Regions from separate parts of the Sus scrofa genome. Here region 2 is linked to region 1. The links are chromatin contacts, called in public promoter capture Hi-C maps. All regions are on one chromosome and are shown on one strand. The core of a region is the stretch at or near the end of the contact, and the rest is flanking DNA. Distances in the headings are between cores, read along the strand shown.

The links. Promoter capture Hi-C pulls out the DNA fragments that hold promoters and counts their contacts.
Region 2: a promoter capture Hi-C map of liver shows a contact between it and region 1, with 14 times the contacts expected there. The contact joins the enhancer-like site here to the promoter of CEBPA in region 1. A contact is called at or near these places in 3 of 5 promoter capture datasets (fetal liver and liver), 12 of 47 Hi-C or Micro-C datasets (embryonic fibroblasts, fetal liver, fetal skeletal muscle and 6 more) and 2 of 2 datasets of contacts at active chromatin or transcription factors (alveolar macrophages and skeletal muscle).

What each region holds. Positions count from the first base shown.
Region 1 is chr6:43,083,655-43,090,204 of Sscrofa11.1, forward strand. It overlaps CEBPA (CCAAT/enhancer-binding protein alpha), which reads right to left and starts at 2,230. Exons shown (of 1, transcript XM_003127015.4): 1 at 1-2,230. The coding sequence starts at 2,056. The coding sequence ends at 992. It overlaps LOC102160718 (a long non-coding RNA gene), which reads left to right and starts at 2,464. Exons shown (of 2, transcript XR_002344625.1): 1 at 2,464-2,744; 2 at 3,215-5,524.
Region 2 is chr6:43,185,852-43,192,907 of Sscrofa11.1, forward strand. It overlaps PEPD (xaa-Pro dipeptidase), which reads right to left. Exons shown (of 15, transcript XM_005653273.3): 12 at 3,246-3,394. Among named protein-coding and RNA genes, the nearest start is that of CEBPG, 24 kb to the left of the region's middle. Within about 2 kb of position 4,975, at least 14 of the 83 cell types and tissues checked have an H3K27ac peak or open chromatin away from gene starts, as enhancers often do. A contact at or near this core is called in liver, mesenteric adipose tissue, omental adipose tissue and 2 more, where this site is marked.

The DNA.
Region 1 (6,550 bases), core at 980-3,479:
CATTCACATTGCACAAGGCACCGCTGGGACACAGAGAGGCCAGATACAAATGTTGATATCGGCTGATAAAGCAAAATATTTGGAAAGCTTCTCATAACTTCGGTCCCTCTGGGATGGACTGATTGTGCTTCGTGTTTGTATGGCAATGCTGGCGACATACAGTACAGACAAGACTGGTGGTCCCAGTGTCCCATTACCACCCCCACCCCACCTCGTCCCACCCCCCAGACCAGATCTCTAGGTTCCCTGCTCCCACCAGGCCACCACCCCCAGGAACATATGGCCTCAGAGCTAACCCAGGACCTAGTTTTCTCATCTGACTGGGGGCAGGAGACTCCCACTGGTCACCTGGTGACTCCTATCTCAAATGAGTCCAGCCGCAAGAGCCCAGCCTGTGGCAGGCTGGGAGTTCAGAGGCAAGGAACTTGGGACCCTCCACCTTCATATAGAACTAGGGGAACAACCTTAGGTTCAAAGCCCCAAGTCCCTGTGTTTCCTCCCCTCCAAGGACAGGCGCTGAGGAGCGGCTGGGGCTGGTTTATAGGGATCTCTGCTCCCTGAACCTTCCTCCTGCCCCCCCCCGCCCCGGGGGCTGCACCCCTCCTTCTATTGCGGGGGAGAGGGGCCTGCTGCAGCAGGAACCCTCCAAATAAAATGACAAGGCACATATTTGCTCCCCCTACTCGGTAGGAATCGGAGCGGTGAGTTTGCGTTTCCAAGGCACAGGGTTATTCCTTTAATACTAGAGTTGCCGGGCTCCCGGCTCAGCCCCACGGCGCTTCTCCTCTCTGCCTGATCCCTCATCTTAGACGCACCGTGTCCGGCGCCGAGGAAGGCAAGGGGCACACGCGGCAGGCCAGGCTCTCAGGCGGCACCCGAATCTCCTAGCCCTGGCTTGCGCGGCTCCGGCAGTCTTGAGATCTGGAGACCCGAAACCACTCCCTGGGTCCCAGGCAGCGGCCGGCCCAGGGCGGTCCCGCCGCCGCGCGCCTCAAGCGCAGTTGCCCATGGCCTTGACCAGGGAGCTCTCGGGCAGCTGGCGGAAGATGCCCCGCAGCGTGTCCAGTTCGCGGCTCAGTTGTTCCACCCGCTTGCGCAGGCGGTCATTGTCACTGGTCAGCTCCAGCACCTTCTGTTGAGTCTCCACGTTGCGCTGCTTGGCCTTGTCCCGGCTCTTGCGCACCGCGATGTTGTTGCGCTCACGCCGCACCCGGTACTCGTTGCTGTTCTTGTCTACCGACTTCTTGGCTTTGCCTGCGCCGCCGCCGCCGCCCGCGCGCAGGTCGGGGTGCGCTGGGGCCAGCCCCTTGAGAGCGCCGCCGGGGCCTGGCAGGCCAGCGGCGCCAAGCGCGGGCGCTGGGTGCGGGCTGGGCACGGGCGTGGGCGGCGGCGTGGGGTGGCCGGGCTGCAGGTGCATGGTGGTCTGGCCGCAGTGCGCGATCTGGAACTGCAAGTGCGGGGCGGCCAGGTGTGCGGGCGGAGGGTGTGAATGCGGTGGTGGCGGTGGCGGCGGTGGCTGGTAGGGAAAGAGGCCGGCCAGCGCCAGCTGCTTCGACTCGTCCTCCTCGCGCGGCTCCTGCTTGATCACTAGCGGCCGCAGCGCCGGCGCCCCGACGCGCTCGTACAGGGGCTCCAGCCTGCCGTCCAGGTAGCCGGCCGCCGCGCAGCCGTAGCTGGGAGGGGGGCCGTGAGCCCCCCCGGGCATGACGGCGCCGCCGGGGCCCACGGGGGCGCCCGGGTAGTCAAAGTCGCCGCCGCCTCCCGCGGGGGCCGCGGCCGCCTTGGCCTTCTCTTGCTGCCGGCTGTGCTGAAACAGGTCGGCCAGGAACTCGTCGTTGAAGGCGGCCGGGTCGATGTAGGCGCTGATGTCGATGGACGTCTCGTGTTCGCAGATGCCGCCCAGCGGCTCCGGGGCGGCAGGTGGGGCTGGGGGCTGCGCGGGGCCCGCGCCCCGGGGAAAGCCGAAGGCGGCGCTGCTGGGCGCGTGCGGGGGGCTCTGGAGGTGGCTGCTCATCGGGGGCCGCGGCTCCGCCTCGTAGAAGTCGGCCGACTCCATGGGGGAGCTAGAGTCCTCCCGGCATGGCGAGCCTCGGCGGCCTCCAGCCCGCGCGGGGCGCCGCTGCTGCCGCTGCCCACCCGGAGACCCTACTCACTCGCGCCCGCGCAGCTCCCGGTCGCGAATGGCCAGGCCTGCGCGGGCCCGGTATTTATACCGCGGCGGCCATCGCCCTCTAGTGTCCAAACCGGTCTCGGACCTTCGGCGACGGTGGAGCGGCGCCTCCTGGGTCTTAGCGCCTGCGATCGTTAGAGGGCGGTGAGTGGGGCAGGAGCGCAGCACTGACTGGGAGGGGCGGCGGCGCAACGCCCACTACCCCCTGCGCAGCAAGCTGAAGGGTGACCTGCGAGTGGTGCCCCACCCTCCGAGGAGTGGTTGCCCCGGCGCACACGTGGTCCCTGGTGAGGCCCTCTCCTCTGGCTTCCCCAGGGCACCCACCGTCTGCCAACGGCAGGGGAGCCCGGGAGCACCCAGACGCCGCTCAGAGAGCTGTTGGTGGTGGAGGGCAAGTCTTGGTCTCTGAGTTTCTGTGGCGCGAACTCGCTTTAAAAACTAGAACCAGTTTTGTCCGGGTCCAGGCTCTCTGGAAAGCGGCGGCGTAGAGAAAGCACCGGGGGTTCGGGGGCAGGGAACAGTTTTGGACCTGCGGCCCAGCGTACACTGCCCGGTGGAGAGGCCGAGGAGAGAGGTCCGGAGCGCGGGGATCTTGCGTCTTTTTGATCTCCAGGCGTCCCCACGGATTTCGCGCAGAAGTACCTCTCCCCAGCCCCACCTCTTGCCGTACTCCAAGGTTCCGCGGCTTCGCACCGACCGGCGCTAGGACCCGGCGGAGAGTGGAGGGAGGGGGAGGCGGACGAGTCCAGGGAGTTTGGAGGACCCGGTCGGTCCATCCGCCTGGGCTGGAAAACTTTTTAATTACTTCTCCTAACCGGAGTTCTAGGTGTTGCTAGGCGCGCAGAGTTGGCGCTGCTACCTGGCGCGGGGCCGCCAACTTTTTCCTGTGGGACTGGCCGAGCTGGATTCCGGGGCTGGGGGACGGGGCGAGGGGGGACGCACCAGAGGGAGTAGGCGAATTTGACCCAGGGGCGCGGATCGCGAAGCGGGGTTGGCGGTCAGCGGGGTTGGAACCCACAGCCTTTTCCTCTCCTCCCCATTCAGGTGGGCTCCAGTACCGGAGCGAGAATATCGAGGGAGCCGAGGCCTCGGAGTCTCGGTGGCCTAGAGTCCGAACACCGACTGGGAGAACCCTGCAGAGTGGTTTGCAGGGCGCTGAGTCCCCAGAATCCTGGAGAACAAAGCGGCCCGGCCCGGGTGACCCCTGAGCGCCGCCTTCCCCCCCCACCCCGACACACACACAGCTGAGGGGGAAGGGGTTTATGGCAGCGCCTTTCCCCAGCCACGTGGCGCCTCGCGCGTTCTTCTTTGGGATCGCGGGGACAGCCGGCTCCCTTGAGGCGTCGTGGGCCAGCAAGTCTCCCCGCCTCGACCTCCCCCGCCCTCATCGCCCCTTAGATTAAGTGCGCTGAGGCCCATCGCCGCCATGGGTGCTGTTTTGGAAGTATGCCTGTTTGAAAATCGCCAGGCTGTGCGGGTCAGGACCCTCTCCCGGACAGTGGCCTTCCAAAGGCTGGCAAGTTGCCACAGCCCGCCCAGGAGCCCTCAAGGAGGCGCAGCGCGAAAGCAAGGCCTGGGGAGGCGGAGGTTCCAACTGTGGTCGCAGTAAAGCAGCAACTTCGTCTGGGGAACACATACTCTGCTTTAATCAAGTTCCTATTCAACATATTCCCAGTGATTATTGGCCCAACTGCTTCATTTTTTTTTTTTTTTTTTTTTTTTTTGGTCCAGAGCTCATACATAAGATATTTTCAGTTCGATGTTTTTGGACTGGGAGTGAAAGTAGATACATTAAACGAATAACCTATGTGAGCTGAGGAGCTGGTCTCTGGGCCTGGATCTAGGACCATTTGTACACGTGCACCTGTGGAGATCTGGAGGGAAACCCCAAAACAGGGCATGGGATTTTCATTTTTTCTGCAATGCTAAAAATAACGGTCTGCCCTAGTGCAGGAACAAAGAAAAGACAATTGGAAGTGCCCTGTTTTAGCATACACCTGCTCTCCTGTGCAGGTATCAGGAATGTCTCTTCTTAGGATCTGGGGATATTGCAGAGGCCCCCAGGACTGGGGGAGTACCAGAATAAGGCCTTATCAATAAAGCCTTATTGTGGGGGGAAGAGAGGCACCACAGCCAGGGCTGTAGATCCTTCCACAGCAGAACCAGAAAGCTCCCCACTACGCCAGCTCTGTGCAAGGTGTTCAGTGGTCAGAGGTGAGTGAGAAGCAGCCCCTGCCCTCTCTCGGAGCCTTGGGCATAGCTGGGAGACAGACAGATCTTCACACAAAGTCACAAGGGCCTCCTCAATGAGGAGGTGATGCCGAAAGAGCCAGAAACGAGACTGGCTAGAAGCATGGAGTGCAGCAATTCGTCATATGTCCTTTAGGAGGTACCAGTGCAGATGAACGATGGATGTGCTATAATAAAGCTGTGCAGACACATATGGGGCTTTGGAGGAGGGTGCAACCAGCTTTTGGGGGGATAGTGCTATGGGCTAAATTTTGTCCTCCTGAAAATTCATATGTTGAGCCCTAACCCCCATTGTAACTCTATTTGGAGATGGATTTTTCAGGAGGTGATTAAGATTAAATAAGATCATAAGGGTGGGGTTCTAATCTGATAGGATCGATGGGCTCTCTCGCCCCCCCCCTCAGCCATGTGAAGCCAGAGGGAGAAGGTGCTGGCATTTGCAAACCAGGAAGAGAACCCACAGCAGAACCCAACAATGCTGGCGCCCTAATCTCAGACTTCTAGGCTTCAGAACTGTGAGAAAATGCATTTCTGTGGTTCAAGCCCCCTGTCTGGTATTTTGTTAGGGCAGCAGGCACTGACTGAGACCAGAGGTTGAGGAGGGCTTCATGCAGCCGTGGACCTTTGATCCGCACCTTGAAGGATGAGCAGGAATTTGCTAGAAGGAGAGGTGCAATTTGCAGAATGGCAGGTGCAAAGGTGGAGCGGCTGCGAGTGCATGGCGTGTTCTGGTAACAAAGGACAAGATGTTTGATGGGCTGGAGTGCAGGGATTGCTGGGGAGGGGCCTAGATAAGGCTGGATGCACAGACAGGGCTGGGCTCACGGCCAAGGTGGCTCCGGGTGAAGGAGGACTCTCTCACAGGGTTTTGCCGCCCAGCTTCTAGCAGGGGAGCTCTGTGATCCAATGTGGGTTCCTGAAAGGCCACAGTGGGAGGGGCTGGAGAGGGAAGGGATGACCGGATGAGAAGCAGTGGCAACCTGAGGCCCCAGGATGGGGGACAGAGGGCAGGGATGGATTTGAACAAATTGTCAGGACTTGGGAGTCTGGGTAGGGGCTGAATGCCTGGCTTCCGGCTGGGGTTACTGTCTGTCCACAACATAAGCGATGCAGGGAAAATAGAGGGTCTCGTTCAAGCCCCTGGAGGTCGTGGGGTCTCACCACCCATAGGACACTCCTTGCCTGATTTGCAGTTCTGGAAGAGAAGACCATGACCCAGGAACAGTCGCCAAGATCTGCCTTCCATAATCTAGTTTTTCCTTTGAAGTCTAAGAGAACATGTGTCTTGGGATGAGGAGAAAGCTGTTTAGAGGCCAAGTAGTGGGTTTGTGGGTGGGCTGCCCAGAGATGAGGGAGCGTCCTGGGGCTGGCGACACTGTGAAGCAAGAATTGGCTGCAGAACCCCAGAAGCAAGAATTGGCTGGAGACCCCAGGCTTGGCAGAGCCACTCTCCATGGGAAGTGCCCATGGCTGGAAGGGGGCTATGGCCTGAAAAATCACGTGGGCAGCCAGCATTTTGCTGGGATGGCTTGGGAGGGAGATGGCTCTGTGGCTCACGCTCTGTTGAGACAGAGCCAGTAATAAGAGAAGCTCATAAATCTTCCCCGAACACCTTTACGATCCTTCTGCGTTGCCTGGATTGATGGCACTTGGCAGTCCTCGAGGAGAGAGAAGAGGGAGAGCTTTCTGATAAGCCTTGGCCTCAATGTACTCAGCAGGGGGGCGTGGGGCAGGGACCCAGGGGCTCTGACGGGGTGCCCGGCGAGAGAAGAGGCGTGCTCTGGCTCTACTTTTTACAAAGGAGAAAATCAGCAACAGAAGTGAAAATGCATTTCATAGGTGTGAATTATGCTCCGGATAGCTCGGGAGAGGAAGATGCCGAGCTGGGGGGGAGGGCAGGCTGCGAGGGGTGTGTAGGGGGGGGGAGTGAGCCTCCCGCTCTGAGAATCGTGGTCCCGAGGTTTGGGTGCTCCTGGATGGAGCCTGGTCCCAGAGCCGTTCACCACGCTGACCATTTTGAGAAGATAGGCAGAGCCTGTGGAAGTTTTTATTTTACTTCGATTCGCCTTTCCTAAGGCAATGCATATAAGAGAAGTTTGACAATCAAGCGAATGCTGAAGAGCAAGTTCA
Region 2 (7,056 bases), core at 3,725-6,224, 100 kb after region 1:
CGGACACTGGGATCCGCACCATCTCTAAAGAGAGGCCTGAGGGCGTCTAGCCACCACCCCCCCGCCCCCCGCAGCCCCCCGCACCTGCCAGGGAGGGAGGCAGAGCCAGCAAAGGCACCCTGACCCTGGGAGCGCAGAATGGCTCTGTCCTGCGGCTGCGGCCAGCTCGGATGCCAGCCTTGGCCCCACCCAGCCCTCCACACAGCGCCTTCTCCCCCCATGGGGGCCTGGGGTCCCATCGGCAAATTCCCGGGTGTCCTTAGAGACTGGAGGTCTGCGTGGGCTGGGCGCCTGCCCTGACACAGAAGCCACGGGAGCTCTGATTGCACCCAGCCAGAAGCCAGCCTGCGGTCACGGCGTCCCCTCCTGCAGGGCCAGGGAGGGTGGCCTTCTCCCGGGTGCTGCAGCTGCCTGGCCCGCCCTCGTGCGGCCCCTGGGAGTGAGCTCAGCCCTCCTTCCTCCGCTGTCTCTGAGCGGCCCAGGCCAGCCTTCCTCAGTCCCGGGATCCGTGTGTGCTCTGAGCAGGGGTCTCTGCCTCTCCTCTGGGCATCTAGCTGTGACCCCGGTGGCCTTTATTGACTCTTCCCTGGAAGGCGCAGGAAGCAGTCGTGCAGTCTCAGCTGGTGTTTGTCTTGGCCCAGGAGCCGAACCCACAAACCAGGGACATTTCCGCTAGGACAGGGCACAGGACTGACCTGGCCACGGCCTCTGCGCTGCTATGGGGAGGCGACCTGTCCCCATCTGAGAGCAGCTCTGTGGGCACAGGACCCCCATCCCGCAGGGGCCTGCACTGCATGTGACCCCCAAGGAGCTGTGTTGTCACAACCTTAAAGTATGAGGTGGAGGGAGAGGGGAGCTGTGGGGGACCTGTTCCACCCACCTACGCAGGGGAACGCCGAGGCCGGGCCTATGCCTGCCGTGCACTGAGGGAGGCCTGCCCCAGAGTCGGCAGGGACCAGCACAGCTGAGCTTGGGCCTGTGGCCTTATGACTGCCCCCAAACTGACAGAGCGAGGAAGCCCGCAGGACCGGGTGCCAGGACCGAGCACCAGGCCCTTTCCACTTTGACGTGGGGCCCCGGGTCTTGTCTGTGGGCCTGGCCACTTTCTGGGAGGAACTGGGGTTCTTTGCTGGCCAACTGAGCTGGTCAGGACACCAGTTGGGGAGGCGCCACCCAGGTCCTAGCAAGTCTTCCTGGGGGTAGGTAGGGTGGGCTAGGCCTTGGCCATCACCCCCGACTCGGCCCAGGGTTGGGGCTAAGCAGTGCCAGGGGCTGGAAGCCCGGAGCTGCAAGGTGAGCAAAGACCCCTAGGGGAGACAATGTCCCTTCAGATCCCCACCAACAGCCAGCACCCCCCCAACCACTGGCCATGCCTCGGCCTCACTCTGTCCGCCCCGTCGTCTCCAGTGGGGGTGGGGTAGACAGCCCCCCTGCCCTATTTCCTGGACACCCAGGCCCACCCCACATACCTGGAGGGGCCCACTGTGGGGCGTGGGTGCACAGGGCTCACCCACAGGGCTTACCCCGGCGAGCAACCCCTCCCGGGGGGCCATTCCCCTCCACCCCTCACCAGCCCAAGCCTTCTGCTGCATCTGAAACCCTTATCACTAAAATGACCCATGTTCAAAGCTGAGCAGAACCTTCTATCCCCCCTCTTCCCCCCCCCCCCCCCCCCCCCCCCCCCCCGTTAAGCGAGGGGTCAAGGTAAGAGGAAGGGATGTGCCCCTCCCCCAGGGGGTGGGGACTGCTCCCTGGGGGCCTGGTTTTACAGGTAACAGGTGACACATTCCAGGGACTAAAGGTCAAAAAGCATAAAAAGCCTCCTGGGGAGCACTGTCCCTCCCCCCACGCCCCACCCCGTCTGTCCCTGTCTCGTCCTCCGGGATTTACAAGCACAGGTGAATCCAGGTCTTTACTGTCCTCTTTTGCACAAAAGGGGCCCGAGGCCACCCCATCCTGCACTTTTCTGTCTCTAAGTAATAATCCGTCCTGGAGGTGTCTGGATTAATCCTTCTCATGGGGGCTGCTGCTTTTCAAACACACTTGGCACAAGACGTTTTCTTCCTTGGCCGCGAAATCAGCCAAGTCCCGCTGATACTGTCACCTGTCAGGAGCTTGGCTTTAAGGTGTCCTTCTGTGTTTCCCCTTGGGGGCACATGTGAGTCCCCCACCCTTGGGCTGATCTGATCACCAAGCTCTGTTCCCGCTGGACAAGCGAGGGTGTGAGCCCCCGACCCATCGGTCCACTGCTCCTTGGCCTCTGGCGGGCCCCCAGGGCTGGCTGAGGGGGCGGCGGATCGGGAAAGCCCTGCTCTCCGGGTGCCTCCCCTGAAGGCGACAGCTGCTGAGGAGCCCTCACAGCCGCACCAACTAGCTGAGCCATGAGCCGGGGGCCCTTACAGCTTGACCACTTGGGATCTTTTTTTCTGTCTCTTTGTCCTTTTAGGGTCGCACCCGCAGCATACGGAGGTTCCCAGGCTAAGGGTCCAACCACAGCTACAGCCTTCCGCCTACGCCACAGCTACAGCAATACGAGATCCGTCTGCAACCTACACCACAGCTCATGGCAATGCCGGATCCTTAACACACTGAGCGAGGCCAGGGATCGAACCCAAAACCTCATGGTTCCTAGTCGGATTCGTTTCTGCTGCGCCACGAAGGGAACTTCTTTTTCTTCTTTTTCTTTTCATAAATAAAAGCTTCACGGAGGGAGGCAAACCTGACTGCCACGGTTCCCCTGTTTCAGTATGAACTCAGGGTCCTCAGAGGGCCCACAGCCTCCACTTGCCATTTCCTAAACCCTTGGGGAGTCACGGCTCCCGCCACCCCAGCCACAGCCGCCAGGCCCGAACAAGAGCGTCCTCCACACCCAACCAGATGCCAGTGTCCAAGCCAGCTAGGCCCTCCCTGGGGCAGACTCTGCTTCGGGGCCGGGTAGGGGACCTGCTGACATCCCAGGGGCCCGTGTGGGCAGGTGGACGTGCAGGTGGAGGAGGTCAGAGGGGACACGGGGTGACCTGGGGCTGAGATTCCCCCATCCCAGCTCTGCCCCAGCTTGGTGGGCAGCGCCCTTTTCCAGGAGTGACCCTGTGGACCTGATTCCACCTAGAGCCTGACTGAGCACGACGGGGGAGCAGACTCAGGTCCCAGGGCGCAGGACCTGCTCCGCAGAGGCGCCCGGCCGCCCAGCCCCCCGTGCGCCCACGCCAGGTGTGTCCCCCCGCAGGCGCCGCCCCTGCCCTCACCTGGCTTCATGGAGTTCATGACGGCCCGGCAGCTCCGCAGCACCGCCTCGTAGATGGCCTTCTGGTCCTCGGTGAACTTGCCGTTGGCGGGAAAGGAGCACGTGATATCCGAGGCGAAGCAGTAGTACTCACCGCCCATGTCGAACAGGCTGCGGGCAGAGTGGCGGTGAGGCCAGGGGACGCACAGGGGCACCCCCGCCCCCGCCCCGGCCTACTTCCCTCAGGGGCGCTGGGCCCGAGCTTTCTCGAAACACGGCCCATGCAGGCAGCAGCTCGGGGCCCTCTCACCCCAGGGTCTCCGCACGGGGCATCCTGGGAGACCTCCGACTCCAGAGCAGGAAGGCTGTGGGTGTGGGACCAACCCTGCCCACCCACCTCACCCTCCACTGGCCGAGCCTCGGGATGCACGGCGGAGGCGGCTCCCTAAGGAAGGAGCAGAGATGTCCCCAGCCCCGACCTGGCCTCTACACCGGCCCTCCGAGAGACCCTCCCAGGGCCGCCGTGCACCCAGCGTGGGGCACAGCTGCAGCTCATGAGGGGCCGCTCACCAGAGCTGGAGGGGACCTTGAGACAGACACACCCACCTGACAGAAGACGCGGGCTGAGCCGCACTGCCTGTCTCTTGCAGGCCCTGGTGTCGGAGTGAAAACCTAGCTGACAGCTCCGGGGTCCCCTTGGCCAGAGGAGAGTGGCCCTCTCCCCAGTGGGGTGGGACAGTGTGCTCTGCTTGGCCGGCCAAGCCCCCAAGTTGGGGACCTCTTGGCTCCCAGTACCCCCAGGTCACAGGGCAGGAGGCACGAATGGCAGGAGCAGAGAGTGGAAGGAAAGAAGCCCAGAGCTGGGAGTGCAAAGCGGCTGAGGCTGGATGCCGCGGGGACAGACACACGGGCCTGCTGAGTCAGGGGGATGGCCCAGCTGAGCCTGGCCTCCGGACACCCCATGACAGGGCCTGGCTGCAGGGGGGCTGGGAGGGAACGGGGGGCAGGGAGCCTCACCCCCACACCCCTGCCACCTGACTGTGTGCTCATGGCCCCTAGTCACGGGCAAGTCGAGCGAGAATCCTAGCCCGAGCTCCCTCCGTGGTAGGAGGAGACACAGTAAGTGAGGGGCTGCCGGGTCCAGGCCTGATGATGGGGGCCCCAGATGAGAGGAGTGGAGTGCAGAGACGGAGTGGCCTCCTCATCCGGTCCCACCCGGGCACGCACAGAGCAGAGGCCCACTAGCCCCCTGTCCCCTTCTTGGGGTCATAGTCAAGTCATGATGCTGATGGTGACAAAACCGACTGAGGGGCCCCAGTCCAGTGCCAGAGCTCGGGCCCCTGCCGTGTTTCAGAGCCAGATGGGGCGGAGGCGGTGGCAGCGGGCACTGCCCTCTGTGACTGGCTAGAGCCCGGCTCCCCTCCGTGCCTGGCTCCGTCCGTGTAGTGCAGTCTGAGGCCACACGAATCCTGGCAAATCTGAGCCCAGGGGCAGAGCCACGCCTCCCATGACAAGGGCCTCTCACCCAAACCCTAATTCTAATAGTAAACACAATGGCTCAACCAACATTCCAGAGGCTGCCCGTGTGCCTGTCTCTGGGGACCCCGACTCCGCGCCCTTCAAGGGGGAGCAAGCTGATGGCAGCCCCAGCGACTCCACAGAAAGATTTCTAAAGGAAAGGACGCTCTGCTGGAATCCAAAGTCCCCAGTCAGGCACTTTTTAATCTGCTGTCTTTTTTCCAATTGCAAAACACCATAAACAATGTCAACAGTGCAAAAAGCACCAGATAACAACTCAGGTGATTCTTAGGAGCGGGGGAAGAGCTTCCCTGGCACGGCAGGGGATGTCGGATTGGGTCACAGACTCCGGGGAGACCCTGCCTGGGGCAGCCCAACTTGAGGAGACCTGCCCAGGCCTTGTGTGGGAGCTGAGGACCAAACGGTGAGCGGCCCCGGGCAGACACGCCCAGGCATCCAGTCCCCAGACGCTGCAGAGGTAGAGGCACCAGGGTGTTTGGGCTGACAGCTGCCTGCAGGTGTTTACTCAGTCCTCCCTCCAGCTGGCCAGGCAGGCGGGGTGTAGCTTGGCCCTAAACCACAGGGAAACGGAGGCTTTGAACACTGGTCCAGCTAAGTCCCGAGTTGGGGGTTGGCAGTTCAGGGCCCAGGGATGGGCATCTCTGTCCTGGCTGCGGAGCTCAGCCTTCAGGGCCTCCGTGTTTCCCCTTTGAAAAGGCAGGCGGGAGTTCCCATCGTGGCTCAGTGGTTAATAAGTCCAACTAGGAACCATGAGGTTGCGGGTTCGATCCCTGGCCTCACTCAGTGGGTTAAGGATCCAGCATTGCTATGAGCTATGGTGTAGGTTGCAGATGCGGCTCGGCCTGTGTTGCTGTGGCTCTGGTGTAGGTTGGAGTCTACAGCTCCAATTAGACCCCTAGCCTGGGAACCTCCATATGCCATGAGTGCAGCCCTAGAAAAGACCAAAAAGAAAGAAAAAAAAGAAAAAGAAAATAAAATACAGACTCTACTACCACTGGGGCAGGCTGGTGTCCTCTGGGGCCGGCGTGCAGGCAGGCACCTGGAGTGGGCCCGTGGCCCAGGTTCACCCGGGGAGCAGAGCACTCCCCTTTGGGCTGCTCAGAGGCAACAAAGGAAAATGGTCTGTGGTTTGTTGATTTAGAACGTCCAGGAAGGGCCTGAGCAGACAGGACAGAGCCAAGAGTGTGGGCACAGATTCCTGGGGGGCCACCACTTCAGAGGGCGACCTGTAGCAGCACCTGGGGCAGAACATTCTATTGGACCGTGCAGATCTCCAAGAAAACCAGAAATCGTGCTCTTGAAAAAGCCGGGGAGCCCACAAGAGCGCACCAACTGCTGGAGCCATCGGGAGAGCGCCAGCAGGCCTCTTCCCCAGGGCAGACGAGATGCCTGACCAAATCCTCCCTGCTCTCCTCAAAAAAAGAAAGTGGGAAGGGGCATGCTTGGAGTTCCTCTGCCAGCCTGGCTTTCGCGCTCAGATTCTAGAAGACTTCCGCTGTATTTTTTGTTTTAAGATCATCCGCTTTCTGGAGAAGGAAGTGTACACCCAGCCGGCCAGCTCCCTCCTGCCCGGCGATGCGGGGCCACGGGGCTGAGGTCTATTTTCGTGCTCTCAGTTCCCTATCTTTTTCTGCTTTTTTTTTTCTTAAATCCCCCTCCGAGTTCCTACATGCAGAAGTTATTCAGATTCAAGCCATTCTGGAATCCAGGGACGACAGCCATCTCCTTTATAAATCATCTCCCTCCAGCTCCTCCGTGTCCACTCCATCCCCTGACTGCACACTGACGACGCAGGATTCGCTCATACTTTGGCTCAACCCGGAACGCAGGATCCTTCCTCCCCGGCTGCCTGGGGACACCCCCCGGGGACCCTACCAGCTTTGGCCGAGTGGATGCGTGTGATAATCAAAGACATCTGGGGAGATATTACACATCTCCGCGCAACATGCTGGCGTCTCCTGCCTCACACGTGTTCATCTGGTTCTATTTCTGGCTCGGATGAGAGGCTCTGTCTTCCATTGGCTCCTCCTGGGCAGCTTCAGGCCCGGGCTACCTGCCACCACTGGCCCACCCAGGCCCTCCCTGGACCCCCCCTCAATTCCCTTGGCCCCACTGCCGGCAGGCGGCCGATGAGATGGTTCGGCCAGTGATGTGAGCCTTGGGAAGAGTTGGGGGGAAATGCTCCAGTGTTGATACAACGGCCACCGTGCACTTGGCCCGCGGCTGCGTCTGCATCTCCAGGTTGTGGGTCCAGCTCTCCGCTGCCTCTCACGGCAGGTCGGCACTTGCTCACA